Regions from separate parts of the Mus musculus genome. Here regions 2 and 3 are each linked to region 1. The links are chromatin contacts, called in public ChIA-PET maps. All regions are on one chromosome and are shown on one strand. The core of a region is the stretch at or near the end of the contact, and the rest is flanking DNA. Distances in the headings are between cores, read along the strand shown. Region 1 holds the start of Dera (deoxyribose-phosphate aldolase (putative)). Region 2 holds the start of H4f16 (H4 histone 16). Region 3 holds the start of Arhgdib (Rho, GDP dissociation inhibitor (GDI) beta).

What was found. ChIA-PET counts read pairs in DNA pulled down with a chosen protein or histone mark.
Region 2: a contact with region 1 is called in an RNA polymerase II ChIA-PET map of memory CD8 T cells, with 18 read pairs. The contact joins the promoter of H4f16 here to the promoter of Dera in region 1. A contact is called at or near these places in 4 of 39 promoter capture datasets (the C10 cell line, erythroid cells and liver), 3 of 484 Hi-C or Micro-C datasets (embryonic stem cells and stem cell-derived epiblast-like cells), 6 of 115 datasets of contacts at active chromatin or transcription factors (effector CD8 T cells, embryonic stem cells, epiblast stem cells and 2 more) and 3 of 9 other capture datasets (adipose tissue, embryonic stem cells and macrophages).
Region 3: a contact with region 1 is called in an RNA polymerase II ChIA-PET map of effector CD8 T cells, with 6 read pairs. The contact joins the promoter of Arhgdib here to the promoter of Dera in region 1. A contact is called at or near these places in 2 of 115 datasets of contacts at active chromatin or transcription factors (effector CD8 T cells and memory CD8 T cells) and 1 of 9 other capture datasets (adipose tissue).

The regions. Positions count from the first base shown.
Region 1 is chr6:137,752,970-137,756,443 of GRCm38.p6, reverse strand. It overlaps Dera (deoxyribose-phosphate aldolase (putative)), which reads right to left and starts at 1,867. Exons shown (of 9, transcript NM_172733.1): 1 at 1,806-1,867. The coding sequence starts at 1,836.
Region 2 is chr6:136,802,911-136,806,384 of GRCm38.p6, reverse strand. It overlaps H4f16 (H4 histone 16), which reads left to right and starts at 1,954. Exons shown (of 1, transcript NM_175652.3): 1 at 1,954-2,392. The coding sequence starts at 2,006. The coding sequence ends at 2,317.
Region 3 is chr6:136,940,163-136,943,636 of GRCm38.p6, reverse strand. It overlaps Arhgdib (Rho, GDP dissociation inhibitor (GDI) beta), which reads left to right and starts at 1,881. Exons shown (of 6, transcript NM_007486.5): 1 at 1,881-1,986.

The sequences.
Region 1 (3,474 bases), core at 618-3,117:
AAAATCTCACACATAAAATAAAAATAAAATGAAAAAAATTGTAAATAACAATGACTAATGAATTCTACAATCTCCCTGGTGATAACTGCATTTTCCTAAAAATTTTTTAATACAAATGTGTTTAAATAACGCTAATTTCTTTTTAAAAAGTAGTACTCATTAAAAACATTAAGATGTCTTTAATCAGCAAAAAACCACAAAACTCATCAATTAAAGCAATGTTGAAATTAATACAGAACAATTTTTTTCATAGTACATATATAATTCACGTGATTTACTTTAGCAGATTAGATTACAGCTGTGTCACGCCTAAGGATTAATACCACAGCACACAAAAACTCTTGCAATCTATGTGATTATAACAAGAACAGTAAGGAAAATATAATCTATACATGGAGGTGTGAGTGCACATTAACTATTACTCTAAATAGCAGCTGTTAATGTCTACACTGTTACTTTGCAACACGGGAAAGGTAGTGTTTTGATGGCTTTTTAAGAAAGCTCTTTCTATATAGTCCAGGCTAACCTGACACACAACTGATGCTGGGGTTACAGGTGTGTGCAATAGCACCCAGCCCAGGACTTACACTTTAAGAAAGTAAAAATGGCCGGACAGTGGTGGCGTACGCCTTTAATCCCAGCACTTGGGAGGCAGAGGCAGGTGGATTTCTGAGTTCCAGGCCAGCCTGGTCTATAGAGTGAGTTCCAGGACAGTGTAGAGCTACACAGAGAAACCTAGGGGCTGGGGGCGGGGGGGGGGGGGGGGAGTAAAATTGGCTTAATTGCATCTCCTGAAAGGAAAATTTGAAACTTTAAAAGAGCTGTTGGGGGGGGGGGGGAATTATGTTACATCCTCGACCTTGTACAAAGATGCAGACTAGCTTCATCTTCAGCCCTTAGTCCATCTTCCAGGGTCACTGCTAAAGTTTACACTGCAGGGATAAAGTGTAAGGCTCTGTTGGAGAGAGGGACTAAAGTGCCATTAACCTGGTACAGAGACTACCTGTCAAGCATGCAATTCTAAACACTTCTAAAGTCTAGACTGGCAAGTCCCTTCTGAAAAGAGTAACCCTGTGTATCACTCACAGCCACTCAAAATCAGTCCCTATGAAAAGAACTTAGTGCGCTCATTATCGTTGCTTATTCAACACTAAGTGCAGAGAAATATACCAGCGGCTCCAAGTATCCCCTCCTCACACTATCCAAACCACCTTCAGACAGAAGTAGCTTCCTAATAAATAACTACTTTACAGATGCCGGTATATAAGCACAGAGTGAGTAATTTACCCAAAATCACACACCTAAGAGGGTCCAGGATACAAAGCAAACAATCTATTATGCAAAGTTAAGTCATTGACATTTGGCTCAGTCACGTTTTTGCTACGTTTGAATTACAGACTTTTAATTTTTTTTCCCAGAAATATCTGAACTAGTATCAATAAGGTGAAAAATAGTTTTAAAAAGAACATTTTGTCTAAGCATTTAAAATCATTTTTAGCAGACGGCGATGACCACCAGCACAGCCAACTTTGGGAATGGCTACGTGAGTCCGGCAGTAAATGAATGGCACACAAGTACCCGGCAGGCTTTTCACTCGGGTTGGTTTACTGCGACCACAGAGCTACATAGTGCAAAGATCTAATTAACCCTTCCTTGCTTCCGCTTAAAGGGTTAAGACTGCATAGAGCCTGGCGACAGGGCTGTCCCCGAGTTCTGCCTCAGTTCAGGTCTCCGCCCTCCGGGGATCGCCCTGGGCACCCCCACCCCCAACCTGGCGAAGGGGAGCGCAACCCGCTGGCCCTTACCGAGCTCTGTGCCCCGGCAGTGAGCAGCCATTGTGGCCACCGCTGAAAGCCAACCCTTGCTCCAGGTCGCCACACGGGCCTGGCCTTCCTCCTTCCTGTCAAGTCCCCGCCCAGAGCCACGCCCCTTTTGCAACGCCCTACCAAAGCCACGCCTCTTCGGTCCTGTACCACTTAAACTTTTCTCCAGCTCCTGGGCTTGGAGCCCAGCCAGGTCATCACCCTACCTGTTCCCTGTCTTTCCAGGTCAGGCCTGTGACTTGAGCATTCCCCAGCTCCAGAAGTCTCCCAGACCATTTTTAAATGCTTACATGGCCAATTGAACTAGACAGAATCAGACTTAGGAACTTTAGCTGTAGGATCATGTGAGTGGCAGGACTGGATTCTTTCTTGCATGAGCGGAGCAATGTAGTCTTGGACCCGAATTGTGGGTAGTGTTCCAGAGCCCTCAGGGGACAGCCAAGGTAGTCTAGGAGCTAGAACGCGCTGTAATTTCTAGTCTGGACTCAGTGAAAGAGCAGCTAGGACATAAGCTTAGGAAGACTCGGTTTCTTATTTTTGTTTTTTTTTTTTTTAAGATTTATTTTATGTATATGAGTACACTGTAGCTGTCTTCAGACACACCAAAAGAGGGCATTAGATCGCCATTACAGATGGTTGTGAGCCACCATGTGGTTGCTGAGAATTGAACGTAGGATTTCTGGAAGAGCAGTCAGTGCTCTTACCGCTGAGCATCTCTCCAGCCCTTTCGTTTTGTTTTTAAGACAGTTTGCTTTGTAATCACGGTTGGACAAGAGGTTGCTGTGTTGAATCTCCTGCCCCAGACCCCAGATCCCCATTGCTGGGATTACAGGCAGATGCTACATTCAATAAAAGGTCCAGCTTCTTTCATTTAGAAAATATAGTATTTTCATTTTTGTGTCTACACACATATGTGTGCATAGCACATGTGTTCAGGTATGTGCAAAGGCCAGGCCAGGCCACTCTGGACCAAGAGTTAGTCAGGAGCTGGGAACCATACTTAAGTGTTAAGAAGCGCAAGCACTCTCAACTGCTCAGTTCCCTCTTCAGGCCTGAAAAGAATTTTTTTAACTTAGTTCTGTGAATAATTGAGTATGTAACCTAGGACACACTACTGGCCTTAGTTCTGTGAATAATTGAGCATGTAACCTAGGACACACTACTGGCCTTTGTGAACTTCATTTTCCTTATCTGTAAGAAAGGATCGCGACAATTTCTTTGCTTTCTAAAGTTGAGATTCAGTGATGATTTTTCTCAGCCTGGTTTCTCTGAATTACTCCAGGTTCACAGTCTAGGGGGTGAGCCACTGTATCTGTACTCACATGGACCATCTCTGCTGAGCTACAAGTTTGTCTGAACTACAAGTTTCTCTAGTGAATCAATTGCTCTAGTTCTTTCATCTCAGGAAAGTCCTGCCAGAGATGTACATATACCCAGAGACTCAAATTTTGAGAATTAAGCAGCAATCTGGTAAACAGGTCTCTAATGAGCTCAAACTATTTGTAATTCAATTCTTAGTGACTAGAAGGTTCTAGGACATAAGTCTACTTACTGCAAAACTGGGTGATCAAAATAGGTTTGTATGCAAAGTTGTAGTTTGTAAATACCTGAGGCCATGATAAATGTAAGTTATTAATGTGGTGTCAGATAC
Region 2 (3,474 bases), core at 705-3,204, 950 kb after region 1:
CTAAGTAATGTCAAACGCTGATTAAATGTCATGTAGGTTTTTTTGTATCCATTTAATTAAAATATCATAAATTTACCCTCTCCTTAGTCTAATTGCGATTTTATTTAAATAAACTCCACAGAACCAAGTGAAGTGGGGCCTGTCTGTGATCTTAGTATAAAGGAGGCGTGGACAGGAGAGTCAAGATTGTCCATCGAAGATTGTCCATCGTTAGCTACAGAGAGAGTTCCCACCTAGCCTGAGCTACATAGGATCCTGTCCCAAGATACAAAATATTAAACACACACAGAGAAAAACCAACCCCATGTACTTCTATCTATGTACATCTTTATTTCCTAGCACAGTAATGAGCTAACCAGGAGCTGGGGTCCCCCATACACCTTTGGATCTGAACAATATACTCCACCATCAAGGAGGTATCCCGGAGCCAACTTCCTCAGAATCCTGGCTGTACCACCTAACAGCTGACTTTCATATACTATCTAATGCTCCTAAGCATTCGATAGGTTATATATTCTAAGTCAATGTGTATGGAAACCTCTGGTGCAGTTTTGGGGAAGAAAGCTCTAGAATATCTTCTGTAAACCATCTTAAATGTATGTTTATGGAAAGGTCTCTTTGCTTTCTTTTTGCTTTTCTCTCTTTTTTTTGTGTGTGTTGTTGTTGATTGTTTGTTTGTTTGTTGACACACAGTTTTACAAATTTGAATAAGTATTCTGGCAGCAGCTTTCATTTTGGTAAGAATTCTGAAGAGCAAGGGATTTAAAATCATGAGGTAAAATTCAATGATTAAGGCTTCTTCCCCCTCCAGCTATCCTAGAGCTCAATCTCTAAGAGACAGGGAGGGGACAAACAAATGAAATGCTGTTTGAGTTGTGGAACTAATGGGAATTGTAAAGTACTACAAACTAAACGCATTTATCCTGCTGCCTTTTTCTTTTTTTTTAAGATTTATTTATTTATTATATGTAAGTACACTGTAGCTATCTTCAGACACACCAGAAGAGGGCATCAGTTCTCATTACAGGTGGTTGTGAGCCACCATGTGGTTGCTGGAATTTGAACTCAGGACCTTCAGAAGAGCAGTCAGTGCTCTTCACCACTGAGCCATCTCTCCAGCCCAAAACCTGCTGTCTTTAAAAACGAAACAAACTTAAGGACAGTCCTGTTATTCGGAGTCATGCTTTTGACTTCTGGTACTTTACAAGCTATTTGAGTGGGGAGGAGGGGAAATGTATTTGAGTCTGTCTAGCCTAGGCTGGCCCCAGCTCTTGGCAATCCTGCCTCAGCCTCCGGAGAGCCTAAATTACAGATGTGAGTCACCAGGTCTCTTTTAAACGCAAGCAACAAGGACCTCGGATCTAAATGACAAGTTACAATAGTTCAGCTAAGTAACTATAGGAACAATTGGCTGAAAAGCGAATACCAATGTGTTTGCAATGCAGGAGCAGAAAATCCATACACTGCAGAAACAGTTGAAACCAAATAGGAAGTGGGAACTAGCATAATTTTCTTATCGTGGCCACAAAAGAAAGGCACTAAAACACTTCTATCCCCTCAAAAGACTCTCTCGTGAAAATGTAAACTGCTTCGGTATAAGACCTAGTAAGCTAGATTTCTATTGCTAGCTTCTTTTCATTTTCACATTAAAGTTGTGTAAAAACAAGCATGCTGCTTAGAAAATACCGAATCAGCGTGCACTGAAGATAACAAGCATGATGCGCCGTTTTTATTTGTGCTAAAAAAAAAAAAGAGGAGAAATAGATTGTTACCTTATATTATTTAAACTTTCAAATGTGCTAGGGTTCCTGGAATTTGGAGAGGGAACCGAAAGGGTTTTATGGTTCTTGGGAGACAGCAGAGCACAAAGAGCCAGGGGGTGGAGTCTAGAGCTCCGCCCACTCCTTGCTGTTTTCAATCAGGTCCGCTCCCAGGAAATATAAGCTCTTGCTCGGCGGCGGATTACTGTAGTTTCTCCTGTCTCTTTATTAGGTTGTTTACTAATATGTCAGGACGAGGAAAAGGCGGCAAGGGTCTGGGGAAAGGTGGCGCCAAGCGACACCGCAAGGTTCTCCGCGACAACATCCAGGGCATTACCAAGCCCGCTATCCGGCGGTTGGCTCGGCGTGGCGGCGTGAAGCGCATCTCGGGTCTCATCTACGAGGAGACTCGCGGTGTCCTCAAGGTTTTCCTTGAGAATGTGATCCGCGACGCCGTCACCTACACCGAGCACGCCAAGCGCAAGACGGTTACGGCTATGGACGTGGTGTACGCGCTCAAGCGCCAGGGCCGCACTCTGTACGGCTTCGGCGGCTAAGCGAGCCCTCCTGTGCCTAGGCCGTTCCCTTGGCCGGCTTCCCCCATCCACAAAGGCCCTTTTCAGGGCCCACAAAGCATCAGAAAGGAGCTGTGGACATTTGTAGTTCTCACTAGTTATGAGCGTCTCATTACTTTTTGTATTTGGTATGCTTTGTCTTGTATGCAAATTGAGCTGCCTGGGTGCACTTTTTCATTGGAGGACTTGGGCTGGTGGCCCCGCCTACCGCCTGGGACCTGCTCAGAATGCTTGCGGAGTGGTCTGCGTGAATGAGTTTTTTTAGGTGTCTGTTGAGTTGACAGCCCCAGAGTGCTAGGGTGCAGCCTCTGCGGACGCTCTAAAAAGGGGAAAAAAGCTCCTGTAGAGACAGTGGACCTGAATGAGGGCAGGTGTGGAGGCTTGGAACCCCACAATAAAGTCACCCTGTAGCTTAAACTTGGCTTTCTCAGCTGTAGCTGTTTCTCTGCCTTAAGCACGTGGGTTTGGGGGAAGAGGAGCACTCGGATGTCTACCATTTAGTTCAGGCTGGTATAAGTCTTTCGGTGGTCCTTCTGTTTCAGCTTCCACAGACCATATGTGTCTCATTTAAGTCTTCAGAGTAGGTTAGTCACAGCCCTTGCTGCTCCTTCAAAGTACTTGTATTCGATGCTCCATACCCAGATGGGTTTAACTCTGGATCCAGGAAGTCGCTTCCTTAGGCCCCTGGACTCAGGTCTGCTTACCGGCTTTCTGTACACATTACTCAAAACGGTAGTTTTGTTTTTCAGATCTCTAGGTTTTTACATCTGATGTTTACGGGTCTTCTCACTGGCTGAAGAAATAGGAGACTGTTCCTACAGTTCCTGGAGCAGGAACCTGGCATTTCATTAAGATATGGTTATCTCGTGTTCAATGCTTTCTGTGTGGCAGAAACTTGGTGCGGTCTTTCAGCAGATTTATTTTAAGTGTTGATAGTGAGTACAGCTGTGGATGAGACAACGAAGGCTAAAATTTTGGAGCCTAGATTTGAACTCTGCTCTGTGCGATTTTACACAACCTCGTTTTATGTGCCACTGGTGTTTTTGTTTGTTTGTTTGTTTTGTTTTGTTTTGTTTTTTGTTTTTGCGAGAGTCTTCTCTGCCCCTGTGGGCTGACACTTCACTTCTAGAGTCTGAGCA
Region 3 (3,474 bases), core at 632-3,131, 810 kb after region 1:
TGCTCAGCCTGCTTTCTTATAGAACCCAGAACCACCAACCCAGGGGTGGCCCCACCCACAATGGGCTGGGCCCTTCTTATCAAGTAGAGGTATTTTTCTCAAGTGAGGTTCCTTCCTCTCAGCTGACTATAGCTTGTGTTAAGTTGACATAAAATTGTCCAGCACACAGCCCACAATGCTCCCTCATTTCCTTCTTATATGTTCCCTAGGTCAGAAGCCCATGTCTGACCATATGACTGCCAGTCTCAGGATCACTCCAGTTCTCCTTACTCTAAGGGCATAATGTAGTCTCTCAATTAATTTTATTAAATTCTATTGTCTATTAATATGACTCAGACAGCCCCCAAATAATCAAGGCAAAGTCCTATGAGTTTATTTAATCAGCTTAGCACAATTATTGGGTGGGTGGGTGGGGTCACATCTAATCTATTTTTCTATACACTGGACTATCTACTTTCCAAACTGTGATTCCACAAGTAGTTGATGTTTGAGTCTTCCCCCATCGCCCCCCACACACATCCCAGGTTATTTCTGCTCCATCAGTCTATCCTGGTGGGCGGGGCATTTCACGGCCACATACTCCTGGTTCATCATGTCTAATGGAGACCTCCTGTTTTCTTTCTTTCCTTTCTCCTTCCTCGTCCTCTCTTCTTCCTCTCCTTCTCTCTTTTTTCCCATGGTCCCTACCTGCGACCCTCATCCTGGTAACTGAAAACCCACTTGCCTCTATTCTACCTGGTAATTGGCTGTAACCACTTTTATCTAGCCAATAGTTTTCAATTGGGGAATGAGATTTACATAGCATCACTTGGTCTACTGAAGATGTTGGGGGACAACCAGATCTTGGTGGCCAGTACTTAGCATTTGAATACATCTCAGCACCAGACACAACTCACAGCGACGTTCAAAATAACTGAAGAGCATGCAGCCTATTTGGATGAAGAGAGGAAAAGTGCCATTTTCCCCAAGTGCCTTGGTTGAGGTAGCAGTCACTACGCATATTAATACAAATACTGATTATTGAAATGTTAGTATAAACGAGCATGCCTTGTTGACCGCAGCTTAGGAGCAAGTTAGAGAAAGCATCGAAACGCAGACACCGCAGCCCTGTCTCCAACGGGACTGCACACAGTGTTGGCAGCTTGTTCTCATTTAAATTTATTCACAAGCCACTCCTCAAATAGCTGCAAAGTCAATTTTAGCATCCATGTGATTGTCACAGATTTCTGCGTTAGATGAGGAATTAATGAAGCTGCATTTACAATCTACATTCCTAGATATAACCAACAGTGTTTGTTCTTGCTTTTGTTTTTACTTTTGTTTATTTCGTTTGAAGGCTTGTGGTGCAATAATACACAGCAACATCTTCAAATGAGGACCAATAAATAAAGCTCAAAAAAAAAACCCTCTGTCTGAAGACAAATTATTTAAATTGAGCACCCAGTATATACATTTAACATTCATAATTTCTACTCCTCATTTCCTACCAGCAAGTTGTCTTACTATAAATAAATGAATTATAAATAAAAGAAAGCTGACAGGAGCCTTAGAGGAGCAGAAGTTTGTAGTACACAATAAAGCCTATTACTTCTGTTTAGGGGCCCTATGTCTCTCCCCGAGATTATGGCTTTTAGACACGCACACCCAGTCATTGAAAGCACACACAGCTACAGGGACCCTCCCCCAGCATGCACACTCATGCATCTATGTCACATGGGCTGGTTTGCTCCACATGTGTCATTAATTGTCAAGAATGCTGCTCAGACGGCTGATCGGAAGATAGGCAGAGCAGGATATCGAGACAGCCCAGGGTTTCCTTGTCAAGTAGGTTTAAAACATTTTTTCCTCTTCTCTCTCTCTCTCTCTCTCTCTCTCTCTCTCTCTCTCTCTCTCTCTCTCAACTTCCTTCCTGTTCTGCCAGTCCTCAGTCAGAGTTGAGAGACAGAGGTAACCTCCAGAGACACAGGGCCGACTGGAGCCTGGAATGTAAGTTGAATGCCTGAGGTGGGGAGGCTGCAGGTGGGCGCAGAGTCCTGTAGGAAATCTCAGAACCACCCTACTGCCCTTGCCAGAGGAGCTGTTGCTGTTCTTAGGAAGGGCGGTTCTTTAAACCGAACTTCATGATAAGAAAGTGCTAAAGAGATTGCTGGAGCAGAAAAGGGGAAGTCAGCCCTGAGAAGGGGAGACAAGCTGAAGGAGGTAGGAGAGAGTACCCTGCTACCAGAATGTTCTAGAGAAGGGCTCTGGGGATACCTGGAATGGGGGCGGAGTGGGGGGCAGCACTGGGTGGTTTCCTTGCTAGGCAGGAGCTGGAATTTGGCTGCGCTCAGGAAAAGGAAAACCCTACCTCTGATACTGACTGTGCTGTGGATGGCGGCTTGTGCTGGGGTGGAGATGTGTGGTTTCCTGTTTTTGAGCACACTTTAAAGAGACTGTTTGAAAGGAGAGAAAATATGGTGCAGAGCTGTCAAATGCTAAGCCCTTAGCAAAAACCAGGGGAATTAAATTCCTGCAGTGGGCTGGGCAGGAAGATATTCACTGTGACTGCCAAAAAACAAAGCAGCCCTCCACATCAAGGGGAACTGATGCAGACCCAGAAGATGTGGAGAAAACTGTGGGAGAGGCACTAGGAGAGTCTGCGTGGGCCCAGCTATAAACGTGGTCGGTGGGCCTTCCAGCTGTCGTGGTCTGAACTTTGGCCTTGCTAGAAGGGCTCTAGGCATCACTTGGTATGCTCTCCTCTCTTTCTCAGGTTTTCCAGTCAGCAAGTGCTAAATGCCCCATTTTGGGTAACTGTAGCATGGGTCTGAGAAGCTCTGAGTAGTTTTTCACTAGGCGGTGAGGGAGTCAGACTCTTACAGGAAGGCCCCCAAACCACCCCTTCACAAAGACACTAAGAGCCTTCTGAAGTCAGGCTTAGCACACTGGGTTCCCCACATGAGAACTCAAGAAGAGATCAGCGGTGACCTGCTGGCTGGGAATTTGTCACCAACAGGTGCCATTTCTCTCTGTGGCATTTCTAAGAGTGTACCCCTGCCCGTTTCAAACACAGTGCAAGTTTACTGACAAAATGAGCTTATTCTTTTGTGAGTCCTTCAGGTTTCTGATAGAACATGATCAACTCTCCTTCCACGTGGCCCACACTCTGCCAGTGAGAAACAACCATGACTAGCCGGCCTAAACCTCATGGGCATCTTCTTGCCCTCGGAATTTGGTCCTTCACCATTTTGGAGAGTGTGGGTCTGTCCCAGGGAGACAGGCTTTGCTCAGCCGCGCACAGTTTGGTTTCCACTGGAAGCTCAGAACAGCAGAGTTACTCTGAGGGGAATTTACGGGAATATGATCCGTGACAAACTTGAGCTAACAGGAAGGGAGAAGAAGCCCTGTGGGGTGAAAACTAAGCAGAGAGAAAAGACAGCCAGGGTTGGCTCAGAGCCCTCTGGTGTGCCAAGCCTGGTATTGAGAAACTCACGA